Linked DNA regions of Mus musculus: all the other regions are linked to region 6. A link is a contact called in public HiChIP or PLAC-seq and promoter capture Hi-C data. All regions are on one chromosome and are shown on one strand. Each heading gives the region's core, a stretch centred on a gene start, on an enhancer-like site or on the middle of the called end of the contact. The rest is flanking DNA. Distances are from core to core; before and after follow the strand shown. Region 1 holds the start of Surf4 (surfeit gene 4). Region 2 holds the start of Abca2 (ATP-binding cassette, sub-family A (ABC1), member 2). Region 3 holds the start of Uap1l1 (UDP-N-acteylglucosamine pyrophosphorylase 1-like 1). Region 4 holds the start of Agpat2 (1-acylglycerol-3-phosphate O-acyltransferase 2 (lysophosphatidic acid acyltransferase, beta)). Region 5 holds the start of Dipk1b (divergent protein kinase domain 1B). Region 6 holds the start of Camsap1 (calmodulin regulated spectrin-associated protein 1). Region 7 holds the start of Tubb4b (tubulin, beta 4B class IVB).

Region 1 (4,273 bases), core at 1,004-3,503, 950 kb before region 6:
GAAAGAAAGAAAGAAAGGAAGGAAGAAAGAAAGAAAGAAAGAAAGAAGAGACTTGTACCCCTTATTAAATTCCAGTCCTTTGGGAAACTGCAACCTGGGTGAGGATGGGACTCCTGAGTCTCACCATCTTTGGCTGTGAGATTGGGGTTTTTGTTCTGGGTTGGCAGGGTTGATGGGTTCAGTGAGATGACCGCAGGCATGTGGGTGAGCATTGTGGTTAGTGTGTGGTTAGCACCAGAGTGAGAGGAATAAGAGAGAACTCCAGAAGTCTCAGGCTACAACTTGCCTCAACGGGGCTTGTCTGGGGATTTCTGGAGTCTGAGAGACCTCTGTAACTTGGGAGCAAGGGGCTCTGCACCTTACCTGCTTTATCAAGAACTTGGTTTCAGTTTCCAGTTCTTCCACCACCAGGTTCACCCCTAAGGCTCCAGGATTCAGCATTTGCAATAGCTATCCTCAAGGAAGAGAGAGACTTTGAGAACGTCACATTATTCTCTACTTCCTACATGTGATGGTTCCACACTCCACCCCCAAGTATGGCTTCTTCTCTCAATTTTGTTGTAGAGGAAATGGCCTTAGGTGATGGATTGAGAAGCCTTCCAGGGTGGGGCCAATACAATTTCCCTCGAAGCCCATTCTGGAACTCTTATTTTATAGCCTATGGCCTTCCCCAAGCCTACAGGGGCAGCCTTATAGGTAAGAGACAGTTGGGGGGTGGGGCTGGGGGCAGAAGTGGCTCTTAACCCTAGTGATACCCCATCTAGTACCCTTCGCCAAAATGAACATCCAAACAAGGCCTGTGATTTGTGTAACTGGTGCAGTCATAGCTTCGTCTAGGGCACAGTACTGAAGGAAGTGCTTCCCAGCCATCCTCTGTAACCTGCACTGGTGCTGCCTACAATTCACTTGAGAGATAGATACTGGGGCCTAGGAGCAAGGTCCTTGCCTGTGGCTGTGGGACTGGGGTCTGAGCCAGAGCTCATCTTTGAAGCCACACCTTCAGAACTGGTCTGTAAGCCAGAACTCTACAAGATCAGTGCTGTCAGGTAGAAGGTGGCTGAGGCCTGAGTACAGAGGCCACTGTCAGCGTGGGGTAGGGGACAAGATATGTAGGCAGTACGGGAAGGATAATTAGCATACAGGGAATACAGGGTGTCCGTTGGAGCTCAGCCCAGGTAGTGAGCAGTGGTTTGTTTTTTGTTTTTCTCTAAACATTTCTGGCCATCAGAAGTGCATTTGCTTGGCTAACGCATGTAAGCCTTCTCTCAAAGAATACTGGAAAAGAGGAAAAGAAAATGAGCGAAACTGAAGCTTTTATAAGCCGAGTCTAACAATTAATGAGGCTGACATGTGAGGAAAAAAGCGATTAAAAAAACAACCACTCAGGTTCTGCCTTTAAAGACCCCATACATGGAGGGAAGGGGAAGGGCACGTGCACCATTCTCCAACCAGTGGTCAGACTTGGGGGTTGGTCATCATTTTAGAGGGAAACTGAGGCCCTGGGAGGACTCAAAGGAGGAGAACTCGGAGGAGGAAACATGCGGGGATCATAGGGTCACCCTGTGATGGAGGCTGGGCCTGGCTGTGTGGCCCTCGGACCTGTCCCGCTGCCCAAGGACACTGGACCTTGGTTGTGGGGGCATCTCAGCACCTGATATTTTTCCATGGTATCTCGTGGAGACACTGCCTCACTGTCCTACTACCGGGCAAAGCCCTCGAGCCAGGCCGGTAGTCGAACCCTCGTTTGAGCATGCTCGGTAGTGACTGCTCCGTGTGCCCACCCCACCTCCTCAGCCCCTCCACCTGCCTTCCATAACCCTCAACCCGGGGCGTGTCTGCTTAGCACTTTGGCTCGTACATGGCATACTCGTACTATGCCCCTTAAAGAAGCCACAGAGAATAGGGAGCCGTGTTTCGGACGAAGGGCAGGGCCCCGGTGTGTTGGGTAGGGTGGAGGGCGGGGCAGAGACTGACGACGCGGCAGGCGGGGCCGCAAGTACTACGGGCGGGAGACACAGGTGGCAGGAAGTCTACCAGCACGGTGGGCGGGACCTGCTGCTTGGTGAGGGTGGAAAGTGGTCAGCGCTTCGGGTTCTAGAGGCTGAAGGGCTAGGGGTGGTCCGTAGGGGCTGGAGGGGCGGGGCCTGGGGTGTGGGGGCGGGGTCTACCTGTGAAGGGCGCGCGGCGGAGGCGGGGCCTGTTCGTGAAGGGCGGTGCGCCGGCGCCAGGCTCCTCGAGCGTGGCGGGCGGGGCCTGGAGCGTGAGGGCGCGCGGCAGGCGGGGCGGGGCGCGGCGGGAGGCGCGGTCCCTTTAAGGCTTGGCCTACGTGGCAGCCGCTAGAGCAGCCGCGGCTCAGCGAGGCCGGCCGCCGGGTACTTCCTGTGGAGGCCGCAGCAGGCGCGAGCGCCCAGGACCTGCCAGCTGAGCCTTCCGCCGCCGCCATGGGACAGAACGACCTGATGGGCACGGCCGAGGACTTCGCCGACCAGGTGCGGCCTGCCCCACAGCCCGCTGGCCGTCACGGCCCCACGGACGCCCGTCCTCGCCGTCCTGCCTAGCTCTACGGAGAAATCCGAGGGGAGGCTGGGCGGGGGGTTGGGGGTGGCGGCCAGGGAGGCTCCCGGGGCCCGCGGTGCTGCTCTGTGCCCTCTGCCCTCTGAACCGCGGCGGCTCCTTGGGGACCTCTGGGGAAGGGGGTACTCTGTGCGCCCCGCTGCGTGGCCCCTCCGCCCTTGTCCAGGACCGTCCTGGCCCTTCCTTCTTTGCGTGGACTCTGCTCCGGTTGCCCGATCTGGGTCCACGCTGCCGAAGGAGAGGAGCCTGCCCCTTGGCTCGCCTTCCCAAGTGTACAGGTGGCTTGTGAACCGCAGGGAAGGCCTGGGATGAGTCTGGGCCCGAGCGACTAGCTGGGCAGGGTTAGAGCCGGAGAGAGGCGCAGGTGGCACCACTTTTTACAATTAAGTTCGACGGATGGGGTGGGAGTTGTGTGAGTGTGAGGCTTTGACTTCTGAAATTGTCCCGTTAGATCTGCGAAGTCATAATATAACCTGAACTAGCCCTGGAGGCTGAATGGTGCCGGGGCCCACCCGCCAGCCAGTTTTGGTTCACTTAGTGTGTTCGTGGCTGTCGGTGATACGAGGAGGCATTTTTTGGCCTAGAGTACTCGAAGGTTGGGTGTGTGTGACCATCTTCAAATGAGCTTCTCTACCCCTCCTTTTGAGGGGTGTCACCTCCCCATGTTCACCTTCAGTTCTGTTGAACCATTTTCCTGTGAGCTGATCTTTTTAAAGGCATTTCTACCCCTTTTGGAAAAGTTTCTAATGCCACGATTTTGCATTAAATACATAATTTTAAAATTGTATGGACCAAGGTCTTCCTCTTGTGATGGGTTTCGTTGACATAATTCTCAGTGACCCAGTTTTATCTTCCTGAGTAGCAGCTCTCTAAGAAGATGGCTTCATAGCCAAGTTTGTGAGCGGCTCACCTCAGGATCTTCAGCTGGAAAACCCACCATTTTGCAAGTGGATTTCACAACCCAGATCAGATGAATTATCTCCAAGAAGCTGCCAACTATCTAATGATAGATTTCAACTGGAGAAAGAGTTCATCTTTTATGAAGTCCTCCATGTACTTTGTTTTGATTTAAATGAAAGAAGCCAAATCTTGGGACTGGACAGGCTTTTGTGGGGAATACAGTAGCCACTCCCACTAAGTAACTGGCTTGGGCTCCTGGACTTGCCAGTGTCCACCACCCAGGAGGAAACCCTGGGTCTCCTACTGCTTGGTGTCCAGGGCATCTCAGGTCTGGAGTTAGATTTCAGCTACACATCAGTGGAAAGATGCCCGTACTGTAGATGGCCTGCTGCTTAAAACCAAAATTCCCAATGAAGGTTCCTTCTTAAGGGATTAGCCTCAGAGTCCACCTGGAAGTTAGCAGAGGATACCACAGGAGCTTCTGAGATGTGACTCCTGCTCTTCTGATCCAGTGTCAGGCATCAGGGAGCCTTCCAGTGGCCTCAGTGTGACCAGTCCTGGGAGCTTTTGTGTTGGATATTCATCTGCACCCTTGAAAACAAATTTGTCAATGAGGAAGGTGCTGATAGTCCAACGTTCTAAGTGAAAGGATCTAATGTGTTGGAAAGTGGAGTGTTACTCTAAGGTGTTGTCAGATAGTATCACAGATCCATGTCTTTAGAAAACAGAAGTAGAACTGAGTTTGCAAATCAGATTTGCCTGGAAAGTCGGGCTTCTCATATGAGACCTGGAAAAGTGT
Region 2 (4,177 bases), core at 1,247-3,746, 550 kb after region 6:
CCGCCTCAGCCTGTGCCAGCCTCCACCTCCTCTCCAGCCAGGATGGAGTCCAGGGCCAGTTGAGGAGGTGGTATGTACACCCAGGGCTGCAGGACACGGTGTCTCACGCATACAGAGTAGCAGGGGTCACAGCTCAAGAGACAGCCCTACCCACACTTACCCGACCACAGGCACATCTGCCCTGCCCTGGGCACCTCTGCCCGAGTAACTGCAGCGCAGGCCAGGCTGGCTCCCCTATCACTATAGCAACGGCTGCGCATGAGCTGCTGGGAGAAAGAGTCCTAGCTGGGAGGCGGAGGGCAACAGAGGGGCATCTGGTTACAGGCTCACAGCACAGGTCCAGCGCTACCTGTCTTACCTAGGTGACCGCAAGTGACCTAGGGATTCTGTCTCTCAAGACAAGTCCCGTGCTTCCACACTGCCCCAATATCTCCATGCTCACCCTGGGCCTGAGCAGCCTTGTGCTCGCTGTGATGGGGGATGGGGAGGGTAGCAGGTGATACCCACGTGTGATGTTAGCTTCCACCACAACTACTCTATACTGGTGATCCTCCTAAGGGTGCCAGGGTGGACCCATGTCCCATGTACTACCCATGTCCCTACAACAAGGCAGGGTAGTACTTGAGCGAAGGAAGCAAGCAGGGCAGAAGTCCTGAGGTCCCCTCCAGATCACAAGCTTTGCATGGGCACACCCCTGACACCAGCAAAAACTGTCTTCCTGGAAGAAGACAGCCACTGCTGGTAGCTCAGCCATAGGTTATGGATCTCCTCTGTGGTCTAATTGGTCTCTGGGAATGTTGAAGCATGCGAATTCAGGAAAACCCAACAGATCCACATAACAGGCAGGGGTCAGTCCTAGGGAAAAGGCAACGGGCACCTCCAACTGACTGTCACACAGCTGGACTCTTCTCCCAACTTGCTGTGGCAGGAACTATGTTGTGGCCTCTATTCCCAAGCCCTGAGGGGTGTTCCTGATAAGCAACTTTGGGCTAGCTAGCACTAAGGCATGCCTACATACACTCTGTGTCCCTTCTTCCCAGGGACTCAAAAGCTATAGTCACAGGGCTGCCCCTTCAGACCCCACACCAGCCAACCAGAACAGAGAATGTACCCAGTCCTGGCAATCAGCCAGGGCCAGGTGCCCACGGGAATTCTGCCAGGCTGTGGTGATGACTGCTACCCACCCTGCCTACAGACCAGAGTTTCTTATTATGAATCTAAAGTACTCAAAGAACATAGGTGGAGTGTTGCTGCCCAAGGGGTCCCTGGGTATGAGCTGGTTAAGGCCCTTCTTTTAGGTCCTGCACTCTCTTGTCTCCATCCTGGAAAATCCCAAGGGCCCTCGGACACTCTTGCTGGCCCAGGACTCTCTGGATGCCCTTGCTCTTCCAGGGACTGGGATGAAAACCAACACTGCAAACGCCATCCGTGCCTGGCATCCTGCTCCTCACACAGGACTCGTACCCCAACACTCTTTATACCCTGCCTGGCCTAGACAGGTACTAAGAAGCTCAGCAGAACCCAGCCCCAAGAGAGGCCCAAGGCAGGAGAAATCAGAGGAGCAGCCTCAGGAGAAACTGGCCCCAAAGGGTGCTGGGATTTAACAGGTTGAGTCCACACAACAAGGACATTCCCAGGGATGAGAAAGCAGGAGTAAGGGTTGTGACTTGCCAGGATGGGTTAGGAAAGGAGATGAAGGGAGGAGAAGGTGGTGGTGGTGGTGGTGGTGGTAGTGGTGGAGGAAGAGGAGGAGGAGGAGGAAGAGGAGGAGGGCGGTAGCAGCGGCGGCGAAGGCTGTTTGGTACCAGCTTCAGCCTAAGGTGCTTGCCCAAGGGCAGAGTACCAGTAAAGGGAATGAAAAGACAGGTTCCTATGGGGGCCCCAGAGATGATGGGACCAGGGCTCTGAGTCCCTAAGCTGAATGGTGTGTCCCAGCTAGCGCTCTGGACCAGGAACCTGCACCTAGCTCTAGCTGAAGTCCAGGGACCACCTGCCCCCACCCCAGCCTGCCAGAAAGCGCTGCGGAGGGCGCCGGCCCGTGACTCAGCCGTGCGCTGCGAGTGTCAGCGGACCAGGGCACAGCCGAACCCACTGCCGGAGGCCCGGAAGCCCGCGGAATCGTCCGGCCCCGAACAGGGTCTCCGGTGGCGCCCTCCCGGGGTCTGCGCGCGCCTGGACACTGCACGTGCACGCGGAGAGCGCACCGGCAAATTGGGCGCGCGGCCTGCGAGCCCCTAAGGGCGGGCGCGGCTCGCTCACCGGGCTCCGGCGCTTCAGCGTCACGTTCTTCCAGAGCAGCAGCTGCAGCTGGTGCAGGAAGCCCATGGCCGGGCCGCGCTCCGCCGCTTCAGCGCCGCGGCCCTGTCCTCTGCGCGCCCCGCCGGGCCCCGCTGCCGGCCGCGCCGCTCGGCATCGCCCGCGCGGGGGCGGGGCGCTCGAGAGTCCAGGACCTGCTGCTCGCAGGCTCCGCCCCGGCGGCCGCAGCTACAGAGACTCGTCGCGCCCGCGCCCGTCGCCCCCACTTAAAGGCGTCTCTGCGCCCGGGTAGCCGCCAGGGGGCGCCCGCGCCCGCCTGCACCTGCGCACAGCACTAGGCCTCGCTGCTCACTGGACCCATAATGCAGTGTTTCCAAGATCCCTCACAGCCCCCATCTAAACCAAGATCCCGGCTCGCACCTTTCCGAGGTCTAGGGAGAACGCAGGTACCCTATGCTTCTCCCAGGAGATTCCAAATATGAGTCTCCAATTGAGAGATTTACGCAGAGGGGTACCCAAGGTGTTTACTGTCCTGTTTGGAAAACTGAAGGAGGCTTGGTCACCATTAGATTGACCCTCCTCACTTGTAGAGACAGGAAGCAGGGTCAGTCACTCATTTAGAGGAGAGACATTGGTCCGTTAGGAGAATCCCATCGCGGCTTGAGGTGCAACAACACGATGTGACTTAGATATTTTAAAGAGGAGCCTGATGAGAGGGACTGCGGTAGTTCGACCACCTTCACAAAAGCATTCTGTGTTCCTCATAGACGAGCCACCACCTGCTGATGAAATGGCGTTTACCTAGATTATCAAAATGCAGAGCAACAGCAGGTCATGGCAGATTTACCTTTAACCCAGCGCTCAGCTCAGGGAGGCAGAGAAAAGCAGATCTTTGTGAGTTCAAGTCCACACTGGTCTACATAGAGAGACCATATCTCAATAAAATAAATAATAGAGAGCAACCACGCACGTGTAATCCCAGCATCAAAAAGGCAGAGGCAGAAGGGATGAAGTATTCAAGGTCATCCTTGGTTATATAGAGAATTCAAAGCTAGCCTGCGCAACATGAGACCCTGTCCAAAATACTCTCTCTCTCTCTCTCTCTCTCTCTCTCTCTCTCTCTCTGCAGGTGGAGACAGCTGTTTTGAGGTCCAGGGTATCATCCAAACACATTTCTTACATAGTTTTAACTGAATTTAGAACACGTAAGGTGCATATGCCTGGGGTCACTGCAGTCCACCTGCGATTTCCATGCAGGTGAGGCAGATGCCCAGCGGGCAGGGCAGCAGAAATGCTTACCAGGTATGAAGAGCTAGACACACCACGTGAAGGGCTGGGTGTGCATAACCGGAAACTGCTACAGGTCAGAGAGCCCTAATTCTGACCTGAGAAAGTTAGGTTTATATTCAAAATGATGCTGAGACATCACAACTGTGAAAATTTACCACAGTCATCCATTGTGACTACCAGATCAGGCCTCCCTGCTCTAGCCAGACTGCACAAAAGGGGCTGGAAAGCAGGGGTGACTGAGAAGACAGGTTGTCCCTTATATAAGAGGTTTACTTGCTACCCCAACACCACCCACCTCCCCACCTACTCCATATTCATGTAAGCCTAGCATCTTTCTGCTCTTAGAGCCTGGCCTTTGGTGGGTCCTTAGAAGTGTTTGAATGTGGGCCTATTGATACTGTCACAGGACTATTTTCTCCAATATGGCAGGCAGGGGGCAGCAGAGAGCCACTAGCTGTGGTCCTGAGGACTGTGTCTGAAGACTGCAGGCCAGTTTGGGTTTCCCCGGCCTATGAATAGGAGGGGGAGGCTGTGTGGTATTCAGCCTGGGACATGCAGTTTGCTCTTAAAGTGAATGCAAACCGTCATCGAGGGCTAAAGCTTCCTGACACTTCCCAGCTCCTCTCCTGGG
Region 3 (4,056 bases), core at 536-3,035, 620 kb after region 6:
CTATGCCTCCCTAGTGCCGGGATTAAAGACCTTTGCCACCATACACTTTACCTTCAAACTTTTAGAAATGGCTTTTGTAAATTTTTTTTTTTTTTTTTTTGGTTTTTCGAGACAGGGTTTCTCTGTCTAGCTCTGGCTGTCCTGGAACTCACTTTGTAGACCAGGCTGGCCTCGAACTCAGAAATCCTCCTGCCTCTGCCTCCCGAGTGCTGGGATTAAAGGCGTGCGCCACCACGCCCGGCGTAAATTTTTTTAAGACTTACTTATTTTATGTGTAAATACACTTCAGACACACCAGAAGAGGACATTGAATCCCATTACAGATGGTTGTGAGGAAGGGTAGGCAGTGCTCTTAACCACTAAACCGTCTTTCTAGCCCTGCTTTTATACTTTTTACAAGAGGTTTTATCTATACCAGGTGATGATGGTGCTCACCTTTAATCCCAACACTAGGAGGCAGAGGCAGGCAGATCTCTGAGTTTGAGGCCCATCTGGTCTACAGAATGAGTTTCAGGACAGCCAGGACTACACAGAGAAATCTCATCTCAAAAATAAAAAACAACACACACAAAACAACAACAACAAAAAGAAACAAGAGGTTTTATGAAAAAGCAAACTAAAGCAGTAAGGGGATGCAGAGCCAGTCTGGAACAACTGAGTTCCTAAAGGTAGGCAGGTGAGGGGAGGTGGGTGCAGGTTGAAGCTAGCCTGGGTCTGCCTGCTGCCCCCAGGCTAGCAGTGGGGGTTCTAGGTGAATGCTTACAGGGTCAAGCCGACTCCTCTCAGGCTCAGCTTCTAAGGAGAGAGGCTCCCAGGCCGCTGTCTTGCTTCTGGGTTGCTCAGAGGATTAGTCAGAAGAAAGAGAGACACTGACACATGACAGTCATCAGCCTATCGGGGATTGGAGGCTAGCTGCTTCCCAGAAGCACTTTTTCCAGAAGTAACTTTTCCCAGTTTCACAAAAGGCACTTTTAGCAAGTCAATTTCCACACACCAAAACCTTTTTTATCTGATCTAGGGGTTGTCTGAAGGAACCATCATCTAAGCAATTCTCAGCCATTCGAGACTTCCTGGTTTGTCAGGTATGTCTTGGGACTAAGTTACGCTAAGGCTACTTCAAAGCGTAAGTGCCATTACTCCGGAATTCATGCCACAAACAATGGCTCTGCAACAAGTCTGCTGCAGACAACCCTTCTGGCTGTGGACAGGGAGGAGGCTGGGTTATGTCTGGTCAGCCCAGTGCAGATACCTCAGACTTCTTTCTTCCCCGGGGCAAGGACAGAACAGTTTTTTTTTTTTTTTTTTTTTTTAAAGATTTATTTATTTATTTATATGTAAGTACACTGTAGCTGTCTTCAGACACTCCAGAAGAGGGAATCAGATCTCGTTACGGATGGTTGTGAGCCACCATGTGGTTGCTGGGATTTGAACTCTGGACCTTCGGAAGAGCAGTCAGGTGCTCTTACCCACTGAGCCATCTCACCAGCCCAGACAGAACAGTTTTATTCACGTGGTGGGAATTACTTAGGAGAGAAATGACTAGACCTTGGGGTACTAGGAAGGCCTGCTCTGGACCGTACACCTTGAATGCTGGGAGGCCAGATCCTAGGATTCAAGTCCGGAAACGCGCAGGGGAAACTGTATTAAAAGGGTTAAAGATGGGAGAAGCCAAAGAAGACAGAACAGCAGCCCAAGAGGAAAAAGGGGCGGGGTCCTGGGTGGAGGTGCCGCACCCTGGGCCCGCCCCCCTGGGATCTCAGCCCCCGGCCTGGTCTCGTGACATTGGTCAGAAAGTCACGAGTACAGGCTGAGGCGGCCGCTGCAGTTGCAGTATGGACTCGGAGAGGGATGTACGCGCACAGCTGCAGCGTGCGGGCCAGGACCATCTCCTGCGCTTCTATGCCGACCTGGCTCCGGAAGCCCGAGCCGCACTGCTAGCGGAGCTCGCCTCATTGGAGGCCGACGCGCTGCGTGAGCACTGCCAGCGCGCCGCAGCTGCGGGCGCGCTAGCTCCGGGTCCTCTGCCGGACCTGGCTGCGCGCCTGCAGCCCCTGCCCCCAGAACGCGTGGGCAGCGCGATCCGCTGTGACCAAGAGACACGCCTGCGGTGGGAAGAGGAAGGTAGGCAGCGCCGTGCCAGGCTGGGGTTGGGCAGGTCCGGCCCGTTGAGGCCGGAAGAGTTAGAGCCTATGGGCGGTGGGGGTAGTGGGGGCGGAGTGGAGGACACGGACTCGGGAAGTGCAGCGGAGAGTTATTTGCCTTGCAACTTCTTCCTCCTGTGCCTAGTAACCCCCGAAGTCGTGCTCACTTGTGGTTCTCCAAAGTGAAAGAGGCCTTATCTCACGATGCACCTCTCCTCCAGGTTTCCGACAGATTTCTCTGAACAAGGTAGCTGTCCTGCTGCTGGCGGGTGGGCAGGGCACTCGCCTGGGCGTCACATACCCAAAGGGCATGTATCAAGTTGGGCTGCCCAGCCAGAAGACCCTGTATCAACTGCAAGCAGAGCGGATCCGGCGTGTCCAACAGTTGGCTGACCAGCGACAGGGGACCCACTGCACTGTGCCCTGGTGTGTCCTCCATGCCAGCCTCCCAAAAAGACCACCCCTAAATTGACCCAGGCCTACCCCACACCAAGACCTTAGACCCAATCTTAGCACGGCCCTAGACAGAGCCCAGTACTTGCCATTACTGAACCCCTTCTAGACTTGCCAGATTGAGCTGGACTCCCCTGGAAGCAGCTCACTGCTAGGACATTTACAGGTACATCATGACCAGTGAGTTTACCCTGGGACCCACAATCAAGTTCTTCAAGGAGCATGACTTCTTCCACCTGGACCCCACTAACGTAGTGCTGTTCGAGCAGCGCATGCTACCTGCTGTGACCTTTGAGGGCAAGGCCATCCTGGAACGGAAAGACAAAGTTGCCATGGCCCCAGGTATGGCCCACACCTTGGATAGGAACAGGTTGCCCCACCTGGGCCACAGAGTACAGCTGTGGATCAGGAGGCCTGACTCCCAGGTAAGATGTACTCAGGCAGGCTATGTGGCCCTGGGCATGTGGCTCTGGCCAGTCTGGAGTCACAGGCTCTTGGTTTGTGCACCTGCAGCACTTACTAAACTGAGCAGGAGATCAGGCCACAGTCCATGGGTATCCTACTCCTTTCTCCTTTATAGATGGCAACGGGGGTTTGTACTGTGCACTGGCTGACCACCAGATCCTGGAGGACATGAAGCAGCGGGGTGTGGAGTTTGTGCATGTGTACTGCGTAGACAACATCTTGGTGCGGCTGGCTGACCCAGTCTTCATTGGCTTCTGTGTGCTTCAGGGAGCAGACTGTGGTGCTAAGGTGAGTCCCAGGCTTTCATTTTCCTTGGCACTTGGCTCTGCTCTTGCTAAATCCCGTCCCTCCTACTTCCGGCCCTCTAAGTCTATGCCCGGTGGCTGCAGGTGGTGGAGAAAGCATACCCTGAGGAGCCAGTGGGTGTGGTGTGCCAGGTGGATGGTGTCCCCCAGGTGGTGGAATACAGCGAGATCAGCCCTGAGATTGCTGGGCAGCTCGGGGCTGATGGAGGCTTGCTCTACAACGCAGGCAACATCTGCAACCATTTCTTCACCAGAGGCTTCCTGGATGTGGTTACCAGGTATGTGACAACAGGTGGCTGTGATATCCCAGACTAAGCTGAATCCAAGAATGCCACAGTAGCTGGAGCTGCCCTAGCCTGAGCCAGGCCACTGCTGGGAGTGGCAAGGGCTTGGGTGGAGAGAATTCCTGTGTTACTGTAAACAAGCCAGCTGCAATGAGTCATGCTCCGTGAGGCCGCGGTCACAGGTCTCGTTTGTGGGTCGGCCCCACCTCTGCCCTGTCATTAGCTGGGAGGAGGGGTACGGGGGTGGGGGTATTGTGTCTGGTGGGTCCCCAGGATGCACAGAGAAAGCCTGTGTCCTTCCCAGAGATACAGCCAGGTCCTTGTGCTCCTGCACCTGGCTAGGTATACAGAAGTGCGGACAGGTGTTCCCGGGTACCCTGTCTGAGCCACACGCCCTTTGTCCTCTTG
Region 4 (4,056 bases), core at 757-3,256, 620 kb before region 6:
CACATGCAGTTCAATTGATAACCTGCTTGCCTAGAGTGCATGACTGCTCAAAGGCCTGGGTGTGACCCCCATCACCCTCAACCTGGCATGGTGGCAACCTCCTTTGAGAGGTGGGAGCCGGAGATTTAGAAGCCCAAGGTCATCCCCGGCTAGGTAAGCAGTTTGAAGGTGGGTTCAAAAACCCAACAGGAGCTGGAGAGATGGCTCAGTGGGTAAGAGCACTTGCTGCTCTTGTAGAGGACCCAGTTTCAGTTGCCAGCACTGTCTCCTGACTTCCTCAGGCACCAGGCATGCACATGGTATGCATACATACATGCACATAAAACACTTCACACACATAAAATAAACCTTTAAAACTTAAAGACGGCCGGGCGTGGTGGCACACGCCTTTAATTCCAGAACTTGGGAGGCAGAGGCAGGTGGATTTCTGAGTTCGAGGCCAGCCTGGTCTACAGAGTAGGTTCCCGGACAGCCAGGGCTACACAGAGAAACCCTGTCTCAAAAAAACAAAAACAACCCACCCCCCAAAAAAACAAACCAAACCAAACCAAACAAAAAACCTTAAAAACATAAACCAATACGCTAAATGAATAAATAAAAAGGACACCAGGTTGGTTAGAATTAAAAGGCAGGAAGGACTCAGCATACATTCCTGAGGGGGCTGCAGAGCTGTGAGGACCTGATGCCTTGGAGATCTCAGCTGGGATCCTAGCAGCCCCGTAGCACCCCTCTCCCCCCCCCCCTTCTCTCCAAGCATATCTGGGTCTTCTACCAGAGAAGCTGAAACCCTGCAGCTCACCCTGCCTGCAACCTCATGAGCACAGAAGCCTGAAGCTGGAGTGACTCCTGGTGGTTCCTTACCCACCCTGGCACAGCTTTGGCCCTGCTTTAAAAGCTAAGCACAGGGCTGGCGAAATGGCTCAGCCGGTAAGAGCATTGACTGCTTTTCCGAAGGTCCTGAGTTCAAGCCCCAATAACCACATGGTGGCTCACAACCACCGGTAATGAGATCTGACACCGTCTTCTGGTGTACAAGCAGGGATTGAGGGAGCAGAGTTGACCAGAGTTGAGTGGGCTAACCGGAGCGAGCAGGGGTCCTAAAAATTCAATTCCCAACAACCACATGAAGGCTCACAACCTATAGCTACAGTGTACTCGCATACATAAAATAAGTCTAAAAAAAAAAAAAAAAGCTAAGCACAGTTATATAGGTAGATATTAAAATTATCATCTCTCCGGATCTGAGAAAACCAGAGATTCTCTCAGAATGCCTGGATATAGGGGAGCCTGTGGGCACATTAATATCTACAGCCATCGCTGAGTTCCACACCTAGGTGCAGACCAACCTCACCAAAAAAGAAGCTAGATGCATTTTGTCACTGACATCTGCTCTGAGAACATGATCAGGAAGGATGTATATGGCTGGCCTGCAAGCCCAAGGCTTCTTACTACAAGTGTCCCAGTGAGCACCAACTACAGGCTGGCGGTTAGAACACAGTGCGCATGGGAACACAATCGCCTGATCCACACTGCTGGCCGGGCATCAGAAGGTCCCCGGTGCCACATTACCCCAGAGACACCCCCACTCCAAAACTCTCACTACTCCTTCTGCCTCCCCCAGCTCGTTGCATCATGGGAATAGGGCTTCAGTCTCCCTGCTCAAGGGAACCTAAAGGGCCCAGGCCACCAGCCAGGTGGCCTAGTCAGGTAACCATTGGTCACTCAGTAGCCGGTCAATGGTCCTTTGTGTGGTGACAAGACTGGCATAATGGGCACGTCTTAGGTCGGTTGCACACCCTTAGGGAGCTGCGGTGCCAGGCTGGGGACTTGTGGCCGCAAGCCCCGGTGCAGGGGCGTGGGAGGCAACGCCAGAGCCCAGGCCACCCGGCAGCTCAGAGATGGGAGCCGCGGGACGAGTGAGGGAACCTCAATGTCCTGCCGCAAGGGGCAGGGTGGCAGGGAGGGGCGGGGCGGAGAGGGTGACACCCGAAGGGCCGAGGGAGGCGGGGTCCGCGTCCAGGACGCGGCGGGGCGGAGCGGGGCGCGATGCCCCCCGGCAGGGCCAGGCCCGGAGGGGCGGGAACAGGGCGGGACGGCCGCACCTAGCTCTGGGCTTCCAGCCTGGCCCGCCCTCTACCCTCGGCGCTCCTCAAAAGGGGCGCGGGCGGCGGGTGGAGGGCGGCGGCGCCGTCGGGGCTGGGGTGCGGCCGCCATGGACCCGTGGCCATGGCTGACGGCGGCGCTGCTGCTGCTGTTGCTGCTTGTGCAGCTGAGCCGCACAGCCAGGTTCTACGCCAAGGTCGGTCTCTACTGCGTGCTCTGCCTGTCCTTCTCCGCCGCGGCCTCGATCGTCTGCCTGCTGCGCCACGGCGGCCGCACCGTGGATAACATGAGGCAAGGGGGCCGGACGCCGGGATGGGCGCGCGCTTCCGCTTTCCTAACTTCTGAGCTCCTCGCGTTCTTTCCTTCCTGCCCCGCCCGCCCCGCCGTCCCCACGGTCCGGAGCCTCCGACGACGCGGCTTCCCGTCCCAGGGGCGCGTGTCACGATGTGCGCCGCTTGTAGGGCTCGGCCCTGCGGCGCCCCCTGCGCGCAGCGTGGAGTGTCGGGTTTGCGCGCGCCGCTAGCTTTGGGAGAGGGAGGGGGCCGAGCGAAGGTGGGACAGGCCCAATCCCACTTTCACCAGCAGGGAAACCGAAGCCTAGCCAGGCTTCCGGTCCGTGCTTCCACCTCTCTGCCGGTTAGAAGACACCTGTGCCCAGGTTGTAGCCACAGGTTCTCCTTGTCATTAACTTCCTCTTCTGGGGGGTGGGGGCCGAACTGTCTTTGGACCTGGCTTGCTAGCAATAAAGGAAGGAGGCTGTGGCCAGAATCCTCCTCTGCCCATCTCCCAGAGCAGGGAAGCTTAGTGGACAAGCAAAAGGTACAGGTATGGAGATCAGGCTAGGTTGTCCTGCAATGGGGGCTGCCCGAGAGAAAAAGCCTCTAGTCCTTTCTCCCTGTCCACACTCCCAGGAGACTGTTGCTACATTTCTTTCTGCCCCATTTGGACTGCTGAGAGGGTGGGTTTTGCAATGTCCTGGCCTTGGCCTTGCCTGGGTGTTTCGGACCTTGTGCCCCTGAAGCCCCTCCTCCCCCGCGGTAGTTACAAGGACTGTGAATGATGGTTTCCTGACTCTCGGCTGTATCTGGTCGTCTTTGGGGTTAGGATGCTGTCCTGACCAGCCATATTTTGTGGGTCCCAGCCCTCATTTCTCAGGTGCTTATAGTGACTATCCAGTGTCCCAGGGAGCAGACATGCAGAGGAGACCCTTGCACAGAAGACAAGGGTGCCCTAGCTATGCACTTTTCACGGTGCATAGAACAGGGTGGGGAGGCCTGCTCCCCACCTCCCCACCCTGTCTTAGGGTTCCTGTCTTAAATCCTCATAAGGCGATGAGTTGAGATAGGAACAGCAGGGCCCTTGGAGTATTGCAAGCATGACATCCTCCAGGGATGACCGTAGAGAGGGGTGAGTGGAAAAGAAAGGGATTGACTAGCTAGGAGGTGGAGGCTTGCTCAGTCCACATATGGACTCATCCCCATCTCGTGCCTCCCTGGCCTAGGCCAGCCAAGCTTGGGTTGCAGATGCTACTCTGCCTGGGCAACAGATGGGACTGAGGTTCAGAAAAGCAATTTGACAGAAAGGTTTGCGGACTGGGAGAGTTTGGAAAGAAGGAGGCAAGGGATCAAGATCCCCCCAGCCAGGACAGGGTGCTCTGGGAACCGAACCCCAGAGGGCCAGTGTATAATAAATTCTATAATAAATTCCCTTGGTGCCGGCTCAGCTATAGTGATGCTTTCCAAGGGTGCTGCATACAGTCACTCTAAGGCAGAGACTTTCAACCTAATGCTGTATGACCCTTTAAACAGTTCTTCATATTGTGGTGACCCCCCCAACCATAAAATTATTTTCATCACTGTAATTTTGCTACTTTTATGAATCATAACTATCTGATATGCAAGTTATCTGATATTCTACCCCTGTGAAAGGGCATTTGACCCCCAAAGAAGCCGA
Region 5 (3,781 bases), core at 168-2,667, 650 kb before region 6:
CCAGGACAGCGGCTGGCCCAGGCTGGCCCAAGTGATGTAGAACTAGAAGCCGCTAGAAACCTGCAGGTCAGAGACCACTCCAGGCAGGCCCTCCCAAGCCACCTTGGCACAGGTGGCTCCCCTAGACTACCTTGGCTAAGCTTTGATGGTTTACCTGGCCTCTGTCTGACGCAGCTCTTCTCCAGGATCCCTGAGTCTTTGCTCACCCCGGGGCGGGACTCACCACAGTGGTACTCAAAAGCTCGCACAGATTTCTGCCACTCAGTGGGGAACAAGTTGGCAAGCCCTGGGCCCATAATTTTCGAGGCTGAACAGTCCAGCTCCAGAAAAGTCACATGGAAGGTGGGAAGGTCATTACAGGGATAGTAACTGCACAGCAAACTCCCTGCCCAGGAAACCCGGGCCAGGTGGCAGGTGCCCTAGTGTTTCCCACGCAGGAAACTGAGGCTTGGGGCAGGAAGGGCTCAGCCAGTGGCTCTCTCTGAACCAGCCCCACTGGGAACTGGCCCAAACCCCTCTCCTGCCACTCCTGGGTCCACACATTGCTGAGTCAGGGCCTAGCTTCAGGGCTAGGGGTATGGGTACACCCCATCTCCTGGCACAAGAAGGGTCCCCCATACACCTCAGGTCACGAACCCAACCTAGGCCTGAGCATGGATCACAGCACAAGCTACTGCCTCTGGAAGAGGGCAGACAAGGGCATCTGGGCCTGGAAGAGCTCTGCATCCAACAGGCTTCAGTCCTCATCCTTTATGTAAAACAGTCTAAGGGAGGCCAGGCCCCAGGACAAAGGCATCCTCCAGCATCCTCAGGACGGCCCTTCAGAGAGACCTTGGCTAGACTGGTGAGGGCTGGCTCCTTCCTGTAGGCTCTAAGGACCGTGGCAACCAGCGGCTGGAGCCCAGAGGCCTGACTCCATCACCTCAAAGCATGAGGGGAGGGGCCTCTTCTGCAGACAGGAGCTGGCCCTCCACTGGCCCAAGGTCACCACAGCCCCTGTTTCCAGCTGTCTCAAGAACTGGCCAGGGGCTGGCCAAGTTTGCTATTCCAGAATTTTTTTTTTAAGTTGCGAAGGTTAGAAAGGACTCCGGTGCACCCGCGTGCACCCATCGACCCTCGCCATCCCACGCCCTGCCCCTCCCCGTGTGGTAGCACCTGGCCGGCTGCGGCTTACCTGCAGGCCCTTGGAGAAGGGGCAGAGGAGCACTAGGTGCACCAAGCGCCGCAGCCGCCGCATGATGGGCTCCGGCCCCGGCTGCGGAACCCCGCGGCTGGCTCGGCCTCAGCCCCAGCCCGGCCAGGCCCGCAGCGGCCGCCGCTCGCTCTCCATGCGGGCCGCTCGTCCTCGGCTCGCGTTAAAGGCAAGGCGCGTGCCTTTCTGAGCAAGGACCGCGACGCACGCGCGGGGAGACGGCCTGGAGGAGGGGCGTGCACGCGCGGGAAGATGGACAGAGGGGCGTGCGCGCGCGTGTGGAGACAAACGGAAGGGGCGTGCACGCGCGTGGGAGGACTGGCGCGCGGCCCCGCGGCTAGTCTAGCTCTCCCGCTGGGGACCTACGCCACCCCCCACCCCCCCACCCCCAACCTCCCGAGAGCTCCGGGACCCGCTACGGCAACCCTGTGTGAGCATGAAACACCGGGGCAGGCTGGCGCTGAGGACCTGTAAGGTCCCCGCCTGCGCTTGCGCATTTCTTCCACCTTTTCAAGGGTAAAAGACGTTGATGGATCTGCCCCCATCCCTCCCCAGTATGCAGGTGAGGCTAGTCAGTCCTGAGGCCACCACCTCTGGCACCGAGAGTCTTCAGCCCTTGTTGCACCGGGGCATAGGGAAGGACCCACAGCCCACGCGGTCAGCAACTACTCCTGAGAACCAGTTTCTTCTGATTTCTGCCCATGGACAGACACGCCCCTCTCCTGTGACTCCCATTTAGGGTGATTAGGAAAGCAGCAGCTGACCTTAGTTAGAGGCTTATTGAACTTAGCAGACAATGGCCAGAATGCACCGTCCACCATGCGCATCAGCTGCCCTCAATCCTCACCCACACCTTTCTTAGGGGTTCTATAGCGATGTCATATGCATTCCCAGGGAATACGCCTTCCCCTGTGCCCCAGTGCTGTCCATATATATATGCCTTGCAAAATGATAAAAGACAGCTTTAGTTTAAGGATGTTAATTGCTTCGCAATTAGTGAACCAGGCCAACCTTCTCTTCATAAAAGTGGAGCGAGAGTCCCATGAGCCCAGCTGAAGGGTTTGGATTTATAAGCTAGAAAGGCTGAAGAGAACTAGAGCCAGGAGCAGGTCACAAAACAAATGGAAAATAGCATCAAGTCTGTGTCCCAGAAACCAAGAAGCAGAAGCAGAAAGACCAGCCTGGCCTATGTTTCAAATTCCAGACTAGCCAGAAGCCCAAAGGGAGACCCTGCCTCAAGGAAGGAAAGAAGGAAGGAAGGGAGAGAGGCTGGAAGAAAGGGATGGAAGGAGGGAGGAAGAGAGGAAAGAAGAAAGGAAAGAAAGGAGAGAGGGAGGGAAGGAGGGAGGGAGAAAAGAAGGAAGGAGAAAAAAGAAGGGAAACATGGGATTGTTTCATTATCGCACCAATTATAAACGAGCTGCTTAAGCAGTTTGACTATTTTATTATGTCTTCAATCTTGATTTTGCAGGTCAGATAAACAATGTAGTTTAAGTGTGGTGACGGGAAGGCTGAAAAAAATGACTCAGCAGCTGAAAGCACTTATTGTGAAAACATAAAGATTGAAATTCAAATTTCAGCATCCATGTAGCAGATCGAGCATCCTGCGCACACCTGTAACCCAGGTTACAGGTTGAGTGGAGCCGTTGTAGGATGGTTGCTAGGACTTGCTGGTTCACAGCCTAGCTGAGAAAGCAGCCTGAGGTTCAGGAAGAGACCCTGCCTCAAAGGAAAAGGTGGACAGTGATCGAAGAAAGCACCCAGCACCCACCTCTGCCTTCCATGTGCACACATGATGCACCTCCATTCCCCACGCATGACTCCCCTCCCCTCCCCGACACACACACACACACACACACACACACACACACACAAATAATCAAATCTTTTCATAAGAGAAAACATGAAGCTTGGTGTCACGGACTTGCGGAATGAGTAATTATTTTTATTTTTCAGTCTGGTCTTCTGGGAGTACAATGGCCATCTGTAAGGTCTATAACACATGTGTGTATACATGTTTGTGTGTGTATGCATATATGTGTGTGTGTGGAAGCCAAAGGTCTGTCAGGTTTTTACTCTCTCCACTTTACTTTTTATAAGATTTTGTTTTATTTTTGTTTTTAAGGTTTTTTTTAAAGATTTATTTATTTGTATGCACATCAATGTGTATGTGTTTGTGTGTGTGTGTGTGTGTGTGTGTGTGTGTGTGTGTGTGTGTATGCCACACTCAGGAACTGGAGTTACAGACACTTGTGAGCTGCCATGTGGGTGCTGGAAATTGACCCTAGGTCCTCTGAACAGGACAAGTGTGTGTGCCACGTGTGTGCCTGGTGCCCTAGTGGTCAGAAGAGAGCATGGGATCTCCTGGAACTGGAGTTGCCACATGAGTACTAAGAACTGAACCTAGAACCTCTACAAGAACAAGTGCTCTTAACTGCTGAGCCACCTCTCCAGGCTCTTTTGCTCTCCAGTGTCTCGGGGTACTAGTCCTTGGGTAAACTCTCTCCTGCTCACAAACTCTTGACTCCTAAGAGTTGGTTTTTTAAGTGGTGATCAAGTAGATTTGGATGCAATAGCAAGTTCGCCTTT
Region 6 (4,259 bases), core at 1,132-3,631:
TCAGATACTTAGAAACCATCTCTTCCCCAAACTGTGAGAAGGGCCAAGCATGGCAGTGCACATCTACAATCTTAACACTGTGGAAGGCTAAGCAGGAAGAATCCAGAAGTTGGAGGTCAGTGTGACGGCATACAGAATGAATTCCAGACCAGCATGGCAGTAAGACTGTGGCTCAAATAATTAAGTCAAACCAAAGCAAGAACATAAAAGAAACACTCCCAAGTTATTTTACTTGCCCACTAGCAATCTGCTTCTAAAGCCACACAGACACCACATGCAAACTGCAGACTACAACGTGCCATGAACACTCAAGACACAGTAAACAAAGCTAGGTAGTATGTATGTATGTATAAAAAGGACTATGCTCCATGCCAAGTGGAATTTCTTCCAGACTACAGGGGAGGAACAGTATCTGAACACCAGACAATGTTATAAACGACAGACAGACTAAAAGCCTCTACATGACCACCAGATACAAAACAAAGCACCACACAGATGTACAATGGATGGATTTTCTGAGCTTGATAAGAGACACCCATCAAACCGAACAGCATCACAGTCAGTGCAAACTGGATGCTTCCACCAGATCACAAGACAAGGGGTCTGCTTTCCCCTGCTATTCCACAGGGCACTGGGGCTCTAGACAAGGCAGGAAGGAGGTAAGAATGCTCTTTACCCACAGATAACATGTCTGAAACCATTCAACTAGCAAATGGATTCCTCAGAGCTGCAGAATACAAAGCCAGAACATCAGACCACCATCCCTGGCCCCCTTTCTTCTCTCTCCTATATTCTCAGGTTTGTCCTGTTACCTACCTGGCATTCCACCCCCCCCCCCCCGGCCCCATCCCAGTCCGGCCAAGTTCTGCTGTCCCACCACCTTTGGCCCCAAGTCTGAGCCTTGCTGGTTTTACACACCGGGGTTTAGATCAGCCTACCATAGCAGCCCAGTCTACTGCTCCTCGGACAGACACTAGGCTCACTTTTTACTCCTTTCTGCCCAAATGTCATTCTCTTCGGTCTCTCCATGGGTACCCAGCCCTAACCAATTTTTATTTCATTTTATTTTAAACAGGGTCTCACTATGTGGTTTTGGCTGACCTGGAACTCGATTAGAAACAGGGTGGCTCTGAAGTCACTGAGATGCACTTGCCTCTGCCTCCCAAGTGCTGGGTTCAAGATACTTGCCACATGAGGCCACTATCCATTTTTTGTTTGTTTTGTTTTTTGAGACAGGGTCTCATCTCCAGTAGCTGAAGCCGGCCTTGAATTTCATCTAGATCCTCCTGCCTCCAGTCTCCCCACTGCAGGGATTACAATCATGGGATACCATGCCCAGGCTCATCCGCGGCTCTTTCTGACTACATCATACATGCACTTGGACTTGAGGGACAGCTACCTGTACAACATCCACTCTACACACTGCCTTCTTCATACATAGGGCGGCTCTGGCAATGACAGAAGTTAAACACCTTGAAGTTTGCAGATGATGGTTAGTAAGGTCACCCACGCCCGGGCCGGAGGGTTCCTGAGCCTTCCCAGGGGCTGGTGCGCACACAGTCCGCTCTTCAGTGACATCTTTCTCCTTCCGCACCCAGTTTTCAAAAATATACTATTGCTCCTTTCAAGCACTAAAATGCAGGTCACACGCGACGATGGTCCTAGGCTGGCATCCATTTCCCTTAGATGCCAAAACTGGTTGAGAGATCTGATAGTGCCCACCGAGGAGGAGGAGGAGGCGGAGCTCGCGGTTGCTCCGGACTCCCGAGAGCTGCGGGGATTGTTTCTCTGGGCTAATCTCAGGCGCAGTTCTCGAGCCGCACACACTCTGCGACGCCCACTTTCTGCCAGTCCGGGCGGAGACGTCTTGGCATCTCAGTCCACAGATGCAGCACCGGTGCAGACTCTAAGGGCGCTCAGTTCTCAGAGAGCTGGCCTTGCCAGAGGTAGAGGCGAACGTCTCTGCACACAGGACTGAGGCTCAATCAAGGCCAGAGATTAGTCTCTCAAGTTGCTAGGAAACAGGCTAGCCCTCAGAAGAGAATACTGCGCCTGCGCGGGATCCGGACAGGGGCGTGTCCACTGTGCCGGGGGGTGGGCGGGGAGGGGCCGGATGGACTAGCGTGTATGCAGCCTTGAGGACGAAGTAGAGGCGGGGCCGAGGGTGTGTCCATAGCTACTAAGGACACGGACTGGGCTAGGTTAGAGGGGCGTGCCTACTCTGCAGGACCAGGGCTGGGGGCGGGGCTGAGGGTGTACCCAGAGCATCTGAAGAAGGGGACAGGTACGGAGCCTTCAGGAGGAGGGCGGGGCGAGCGGGCGGTGTTACGGGCGGTGCCTACTGCGCTTGCGGAGAAAGGTGGGGCTGCGGGGGGCGGTAAGTGCGCCTGCGTGACGCGGCGGCGGCGCGTTAGCTCCCACCCGTTGGCCGCCGCCTCAGCTGCCGCTTCTCCTGGGCCGCGCACGCGCCTCCGCCACCGCCCCCGGCCCGTGCTCGCACCGCGCTTGCCCCGCGCCTGCCCCGCGCCTTCCTCGGCCGGCGCTTGCCCGCCGCCGCCTGCCCGGCCCGCTCGGCGCCTTCTCGGCCTCGGCTCGGCGCCCGCAGCATGCAGCAGCCTGGGTGGCGGCGGCGGCCGTGAAGTAAGGGCCGTGCGCCCGGGCGGGCGGCGCGGGAGGGCGGCGGCGTCTTTGTTGCGGCCGGGCTGCCGCGGCCTTTGTCTGCAGATGGTGGACGCGGGCGGTCGCTGTGCCGCCGAAGGCTGGAGGAGGATGGAGGCGCCCCCGGAGGGCGCCGACCTGGTGCCGCTGGACCGCTACGACGCGGCGCGGGCCAAGATCGCCGCCAACCTGCAGTGGATCTGTGCGAAGGCCTATGGCCTAGGTGGGCGGGCGCGGCGGGGTCCGGGGTCGGGGGATGGGATTACAGGGAGACGGACGGGGAATGAATCCGGTTCCAGGATGGTACTAGAGGGGAGCCGACGGGGAACGCACTGGTTTCGGATGCGACCGGGAGGTGTCGGACGGGTATAGGAGCCGGGGTATGGGACCAGAACTGGGGTCGGACTACGACGGGGGATGGGACCAGAGGGGAACGCGACGGCCGCAGAATGGGACCAGAGGGAGACCGACGGAAACGACCAGGTATGAGACCAGAGGGGTCAGAAAAGGGACTGACATGCTGGGGGATGAGAGCAGAGAGTTTCGGACGTTGGACAGACGGGGCAGGTTGGGACCAGAGGGGATCTGACGGGTCTTGGGGGGATGAGACGCACGGGAGGAGGTTGTAAGGTCTAGGGACAAGGAATGGAGACAGAGCCAAGATTGAGAATGAGGCCGGTGACAGGGCCAAGGCGCGCCTTCGCGTGGTGTCAGTTCAAGTCTTGCTGTTCTGGCGGCGGCCCAGGTGAGCGAGCGCTGAGGTAGCCCAGGGTCGGTCCAGGCATGGGACTGTGTTCGCGTGTCATCCATGCTCTCTGAGTCTCGGTGGGTGGAGGGTGCCTATCATGTGCAGTGTTATTCTCTGGCAATTGGACTGGTCCTCTAAGTCCAAGAAAGACTCTTACCTAAATAACCACTGCTTAGCTGTTCCTTACTGCATCAGGGTGACTAGAAGGCTGGATAGTTTGAGACTTAGTCTCAAACTAGAGTTCCAGCCAATCTGGTTTATATATTATGAAATTTGGTACTTAACAGAACAGAAGTTATTGGATACTCCAAAGATACATTATGTGTAATACAGATTGTATAGAAACCATCATCTCCTTTGGTTAATTCCTGTTGTAAAGAGCAAGGTAACCTTGTTTATGAAGCCTAATATGCTTAGTAGGATTAGGATTCTCTGATTTGGTGCTCTGGGAACATTGCAGACCAAATAGTGCTGGTAATGAGTTGGTTGGGAGGCTCTAGTATCAGGGCAGGTGTCTTGTTTTAGGCATAAAACTATGATAAATGAAGCATAAATTACCCTTGTGCTGGCAAAAACATTACCTGAAGACTTGGGTTACTGAGATAACCCTTTCAGGAAAGGGTTAGGTGACCACTTTGGAAAACTTGCTAAGCAGGTGTGCTCGGTGACAGTGGCCTCCAACTAGTCATAAGAACAAACTGTTTTGTGAGTCTTGGGATTAAATAAACTGCTTTATTTTAAATTTACTTCTGTGGTATAAAACTAGCAGTGAGGAAGAAATTCTTTTATAGTTTTCAGTGTTATAATTCTTGGTCACTGTTTCTATTCAGTGCAGGGCTTTACCTTACTTAAA
Region 7 (4,310 bases), core at 387-2,886, 760 kb after region 6:
TTTTTGTTTTTGTTTTTGTTTTTGTTTTTTTGAGACAGGGTTTCTCTGTGTAGCCCTGGCTGTCCTGGAACTCACTCTGTAGACGAGGTTGGTCCCAAACTCAGAAATCCACCTGCTTCTGCCTCCGAGTGCTGGGATTAAAGGCATGCGCCACCACTGCCCGGCAGGACTGCATTTTGTATATAGCGACAGAATGCCACTGCTCAGGATACAGGACTCTGCTTGTCCTGGTGGGGTTTTTTCCTGTGACATGGTTGGTAGGTACTTGGATACCACAACCAACAGGGATTGCCTAACACCCTTAGTTTTGAAGGTAGTTCATTCCAAAAGCCAGAAGTGGCTAGACTGAGACAGACCCATTGTATAATATTCCTTTAAAAAGTTACACATCAGACATGAAGACTAAGAACTGTAGTCCTTGCATTCTGGAGGCTAAGGCAGAATTCCAGGTTACAGGCCAGACGACTCTGTCTCATAAGCAATGGCGTAGAGAAATTACCAACTAGACCATTTTGTGGGCAGAAAGATATTGGGGATCAAAATGCCAAGGTGGGGGGAGCAAATGGAGAAAAAGGATTGTTTCAGAACTACTTGCCTTCGAGAGGTAGCTGACTTGGGAGGGAAGGTTAAAGTTAAGGTGAACAGAAATCACTTTAAGAGACCTGCTCTTCTGGTAAACAGAAACTTTTAAGCTTGTTTACCTGGTCAAGTCCTGTTTAGGACAATGTCAGCACTACCATTTTGGGGGTAGGGGTGCTTTGGACCTGACCCTGAAAAAAAAAAAAAGAAATATGTACATGTATTGCTCTCCATTACAGGACAGGGACTTGCACACGTTTGTTTGTTTGTTTTTCCCTCTAACAGTCATGGCCAGGCATGCCCAGCCCTGTAGTCTCCATGCAGCTCTGTGCGCACTTGGAACTCAGGCTCCAAGGAAACCGGCTCTTGGCCAGCAAGTTTCCACAACATCTAGGGAGGCCGAAGGGGCGGAGGGATGGCCCTCCCAGGGGTGGGGTGGGGAGGGGAAGAGAGAAGGGGGGGGGGGAGAGGGGAGGGGGGAGAGAGAGAGAGACAGATAGAGACAGAGGACCCCGCGCCTGCCCAGTGCGTCCCGGAAGGGCCCGGCGCCTCATCCAGAGCCTATTATTGTTAGCGTTTCAATTCGCCTCAGCTTGAGGCTTGCAAGGTGTGTTCCGGATCGACAATGCCTGCCCGCGTCTCCTTTCTCTCCCCGCAGCAGCTGCCAGACCTACCAAGCCGCCCGAGCCCACAAAGCTCTGAAAAGTCGCCCCCTCCCTTTCAGCCGGAAGCTGGCTTTCCACGTCCCACCCGCGCGCTGCACTGCGGCGGTTACCAGGACGCCAAAACAGCGCAGCCAATAGTGTCAGGCTCTCGGAGTGCTCCCAGGAGGCAGCCAATGGAAGTGCAAATCAATCATTTGAAACACCCAATGGATTGAGCACTGCGGCGCCAGGGCGGGGATTGTGATAGGGGGAGCCGTAGGCAAGCGTGACCAATAATGAGAGTATATTGTTGGGAAGGCGGGCCCCAGACCGCTCGATTGACGGAAATGTAGCCAATCAGACAAGGATAATTCGTGGCCTCGTTCTGAAAGCCCAATCCTGTGCTGACGAGGGCGGGTCATAAGAGGTATATAAATGTTGGCAGAGCGTCGGTTGTAGCACTCTGTGCGCCTGCTCCTCCCGAAGTGCTCCTCTTCTACAGCTGTTCCGCAGTCGCCGCCGCCATGAGGGAGATCGTGCACCTGCAGGCTGGGCAGTGCGGCAACCAGATTGGCGCCAAGGTAGGAGGCTAGGTTTCTGCGAGCCAGACGCCACTGGGACAGCCAGCCGGGGAAGATGGCGGAAGCGGCCCGGAGCGTCGCCCTTCATTGCGTCCTGGATACCGGCGTACGCTGGGCCGAGACGTAGCGCCGGTGGCTGGTGTCGGTGGGGCGGACGGTGCGCGGCCCTTAGGGATTCGTCGCCCTGGCGCTCCTGAGACTGGAGGGAGGGGGAGGGCCTGCCGCACCCATCCGGGGCGGGGCTGCCTTGGAGCGCACCGGCCGGCCGGCGTGACTCAGCTAACGCCCGACTCCCTTGCAGTTCTGGGAGGTAATCAGCGACGAGCATGGCATTGATCCCACTGGCACTTACCACGGAGATAGCGACCTCCAGCTGGAGCGCATCAACGTGTACTACAACGAAGCCACCGGTAAGGCTCCTCTACCCCATCCATCCTCCTCACCACCCTTCCAGTTTGAGCACACTTGACGTCCCCCTGTCCCAACCAGGTGGCAAGTATGTGCCCCGCGCCGTGCTCGTGGACTTGGAGCCCGGCACCATGGACTCGGTGCGTTCAGGGCCCTTCGGGCAGATCTTCAGACCTGATAACTTCGTCTTTGGTGAGTGTGGTGGAGGTGTGGACGGGCTTGCTACCCATGAGGCTCAAAGGTCAAGGGGCTGACCTAAAGTTCTTCCTTAATAGCCACCAGGTGTACACTTTCTTGCCCTCTGAGTCACTCAATCCCTTGGCCGAAAGCAGCTTTAGGAGGAAGGTCCAACTGACTGCGGGTAGATTAGTTGCTAGTAGAGAGTATGAGAAGACCTGACCTAGTGGCAGGGGCCCTGTACTCTCCTTGAACATTGGCAGGGGTGCCTTTGGAAGTATTTACTGTCTTAGCTCTAGTGTGTTCTGTACATCTCCGTCTGGTCTCCCCCACCCCCCATCCCCAATCTATGTATCCCTGCCTGGCCTCTTTAACTGTAGACCAGGCTGACCTTAAACTCAGAACTACCTGCCTACCAAGTGCTGGGATTAAAAGCTTGTGCCATTATGCACAGCACCCCCTCTCCCCTTTTTTTTAACATGGCAGATTGTTTTGGGTCTGTACACTTTATTCAGTGTCACCTCATGTCATTTGGCCCCTTGGGCACATACTTAGTGTGACCTACTGTTTTCTCTTACAGGTCAGAGTGGGGCTGGGAACAACTGGGCCAAGGGGCACTACACAGAAGGTGCAGAGCTGGTTGACTCGGTGTTGGACGTTGTGAGAAAGGAAGCTGAGAGCTGTGACTGCCTGCAGGGCTTCCAGCTGACCCACTCCCTGGGTGGGGGGACTGGGTCTGGGATGGGTACCCTCCTTATCAGCAAGATCCGGGAGGAGTACCCAGACAGAATCATGAACACCTTCAGTGTGGTACCTTCCCCCAAGGTGTCGGACACAGTGGTTGAGCCCTACAATGCCACCCTTTCAGTCCACCAGCTGGTTGAAAACACAGATGAGACCTATTGTATTGATAATGAAGCACTTTATGACATCTGCTTCAGAACCCTAAAGCTGACCACACCCACTTACGGTGACCTGAACCATCTAGTGTCCGCCACCATGAGTGGGGTAACCACTTGCCTGCGATTCCCTGGCCAGCTAAATGCTGACCTGCGGAAACTGGCTGTAAATATGGTGCCCTTCCCTCGCCTGCACTTCTTCATGCCTGGCTTTGCCCCCTTGACCAGCCGGGGCAGCCAGCAGTACCGTGCCCTGACAGTTCCTGAGCTCACCCAGCAGATGTTTGATGCCAAGAACATGATGGCTGCCTGTGATCCAAGACATGGGCGCTACTTGACTGTGGCTGCCGTGTTCAGGGGCCGCATGTCTATGAAGGAGGTGGACGAACAGATGCTTAATGTCCAAAACAAGAACAGCAGCTACTTTGTTGAGTGGATCCCCAACAATGTGAAGACAGCTGTCTGTGACATTCCACCTCGGGGCCTGAAAATGTCGGCCACCTTCATTGGCAACAGCACCGCTATTCAGGAGCTGTTCAAACGCATCTCAGAGCAGTTCACAGCCATGTTCCGACGCAAGGCCTTCCTACACTGGTACACGGGTGAAGGCATGGATGAGATGGAGTTCACTGAGGCTGAGAGCAACATGAACGACCTGGTGTCCGAGTACCAGCAGTACCAGGACGCTACAGCTGAGGAAGAGGGAGAGTTTGAGGAGGAGGCTGAGGAGGAGGTGGCTTAGAGCTGTCTTAGTCACTAAAGCATGGGAGCAGTGTGAACTCTTTATTCATTCACAGCCTGTCTGCTAGCCATGTCCACTGTGCATTTGCTGTCCTGTGTCCTGACATCACTTGTACAGATACCACCATTAAAGCAATTCATAGTGTGTGGCTTCGCCTGTCCAATTCCTTCTGATAGGCTCTTCGGGTGCTGTTACCGAATGTCAGTGCATAGTTGTCCTGCATGGCTGCAAGGAAGAAAGGCTTAAGCTGAGTACCTGCGGTGAGCACACTAGAGAGGTC

What was found. Promoter capture Hi-C pulls out the DNA fragments that hold promoters and counts their contacts. HiChIP or PLAC-seq counts read pairs in DNA pulled down with a chosen protein or histone mark.
Region 1: a promoter capture Hi-C map of pre-B cells shows a contact between it and region 6. The contact joins the promoter of Surf4 here to the promoter of Camsap1 in region 6. A contact is called at or near these places in 2 of 39 promoter capture datasets (liver and pre-B cells) and 1 of 484 Hi-C or Micro-C datasets (embryonic stem cells).
Region 2: a promoter capture Hi-C map of the SN4741 cell line shows a contact between it and region 6, with 3 times the contacts expected there. The contact joins the promoter of Abca2 here to the promoter of Camsap1 in region 6. A contact is called at or near these places in 1 of 39 promoter capture datasets (the SN4741 cell line) and 2 of 115 datasets of contacts at active chromatin or transcription factors (double positive thymocytes and pancreatic cancer cells).
Region 3: an HNF4G HiChIP or PLAC-seq map of pancreatic cancer cells shows a contact between it and region 6. The contact joins the promoter of Uap1l1 here to the promoter of Camsap1 in region 6. A contact is called at or near these places in 1 of 484 Hi-C or Micro-C datasets (CD8 T cells) and 2 of 115 datasets of contacts at active chromatin or transcription factors (microglia and pancreatic cancer cells).
Region 4: a contact with region 6 is called in a promoter capture Hi-C map of neural stem cells. The contact joins the promoter of Agpat2 here to the promoter of Camsap1 in region 6. A contact is called at or near these places in 3 of 39 promoter capture datasets (liver, neural stem cells and pre-B cells) and 1 of 115 datasets of contacts at active chromatin or transcription factors (memory CD8 T cells).
Region 5: a promoter capture Hi-C map of liver shows a contact between it and region 6, with 3 times the contacts expected there. The contact joins the promoter of Dipk1b here to the promoter of Camsap1 in region 6. A contact is called at or near these places in 3 of 39 promoter capture datasets (liver, neural stem cells and pre-B cells), 4 of 115 datasets of contacts at active chromatin or transcription factors (bone marrow-derived macrophages, embryonic stem cells, microglia and 1 more) and 1 of 9 other capture datasets (liver).
Region 7: a promoter capture Hi-C map of pre-B cells shows a contact between it and region 6, with 2.8 times the contacts expected there. The contact joins the promoter of Tubb4b here to the promoter of Camsap1 in region 6. A contact is called at or near these places in 2 of 39 promoter capture datasets (cranial neural crest and pre-B cells) and 2 of 115 datasets of contacts at active chromatin or transcription factors (memory CD8 T cells and pancreatic cancer cells).

Annotation. Positions count from the first base shown.
Region 1 is chr2:26,931,491-26,935,763 of GRCm38.p6, reverse strand. It overlaps Surf4 (surfeit gene 4), which reads left to right and starts at 2,253. Exons shown (of 6, transcript NM_011512.3): 1 at 2,253-2,489. The coding sequence starts at 2,442. Stkld1 (serine/threonine kinase-like domain containing 1) reads right to left here and starts at 1,708. Exons shown (of 19, transcript NM_001379463.1): 1 at 1,652-1,708; 2 at 364-450. The coding sequence starts at 1,666. Gm36591 (a long non-coding RNA gene) reads left to right here and starts at 2,496. Exons shown (of 2, transcript XR_374179.1): 1 at 2,496-4,273.
Region 2 is chr2:25,426,918-25,431,094 of GRCm38.p6, reverse strand. Abca2 (ATP-binding cassette, sub-family A (ABC1), member 2) reads right to left here and starts at 2,496. Exons shown (of 49, transcript NM_001368624.1): 1 at 2,260-2,496. The coding sequence starts at 2,325.
Region 3 is chr2:25,363,392-25,367,447 of GRCm38.p6, reverse strand. It overlaps Uap1l1 (UDP-N-acteylglucosamine pyrophosphorylase 1-like 1), which reads left to right and starts at 1,785. Exons shown (of 9, transcript NM_001033293.3): 1 at 1,785-2,121; 2 at 2,363-2,567; 3 at 2,761-2,936; 4 at 3,175-3,347; 5 at 3,449-3,642. The coding sequence starts at 1,833.
Region 4 is chr2:26,602,367-26,606,422 of GRCm38.p6, reverse strand. It overlaps Agpat2 (1-acylglycerol-3-phosphate O-acyltransferase 2 (lysophosphatidic acid acyltransferase, beta)), which reads left to right and starts at 2,006. Exons shown (of 6, transcript NM_026212.2): 1 at 2,006-2,394. The coding sequence starts at 2,213.
Region 5 is chr2:26,626,093-26,629,873 of GRCm38.p6, reverse strand. Dipk1b (divergent protein kinase domain 1B) reads right to left here and starts at 1,417. Exons shown (of 5, transcript NM_019833.3): 1 at 1,175-1,417. The coding sequence starts at 1,237.
Region 6 is chr2:25,981,404-25,985,662 of GRCm38.p6, reverse strand. Camsap1 (calmodulin regulated spectrin-associated protein 1) reads left to right here and starts at 2,381. Exons shown (of 18, transcript NM_001372499.1): 1 at 2,381-2,881. The coding sequence starts at 2,725.
Region 7 is chr2:25,222,028-25,226,337 of GRCm38.p6, reverse strand. It overlaps Tubb4b (tubulin, beta 4B class IVB), which reads left to right and starts at 1,636. Exons shown (of 4, transcript NM_146116.2): 1 at 1,636-1,804; 2 at 2,106-2,214; 3 at 2,294-2,404; 4 at 2,970-4,180. The coding sequence starts at 1,748. The coding sequence ends at 4,030. It overlaps Fam166a (family with sequence similarity 166, member A), which reads right to left. Exons shown (of 7, transcript NM_026624.3): 7 at 4,057-4,255. The coding sequence ends at 4,167.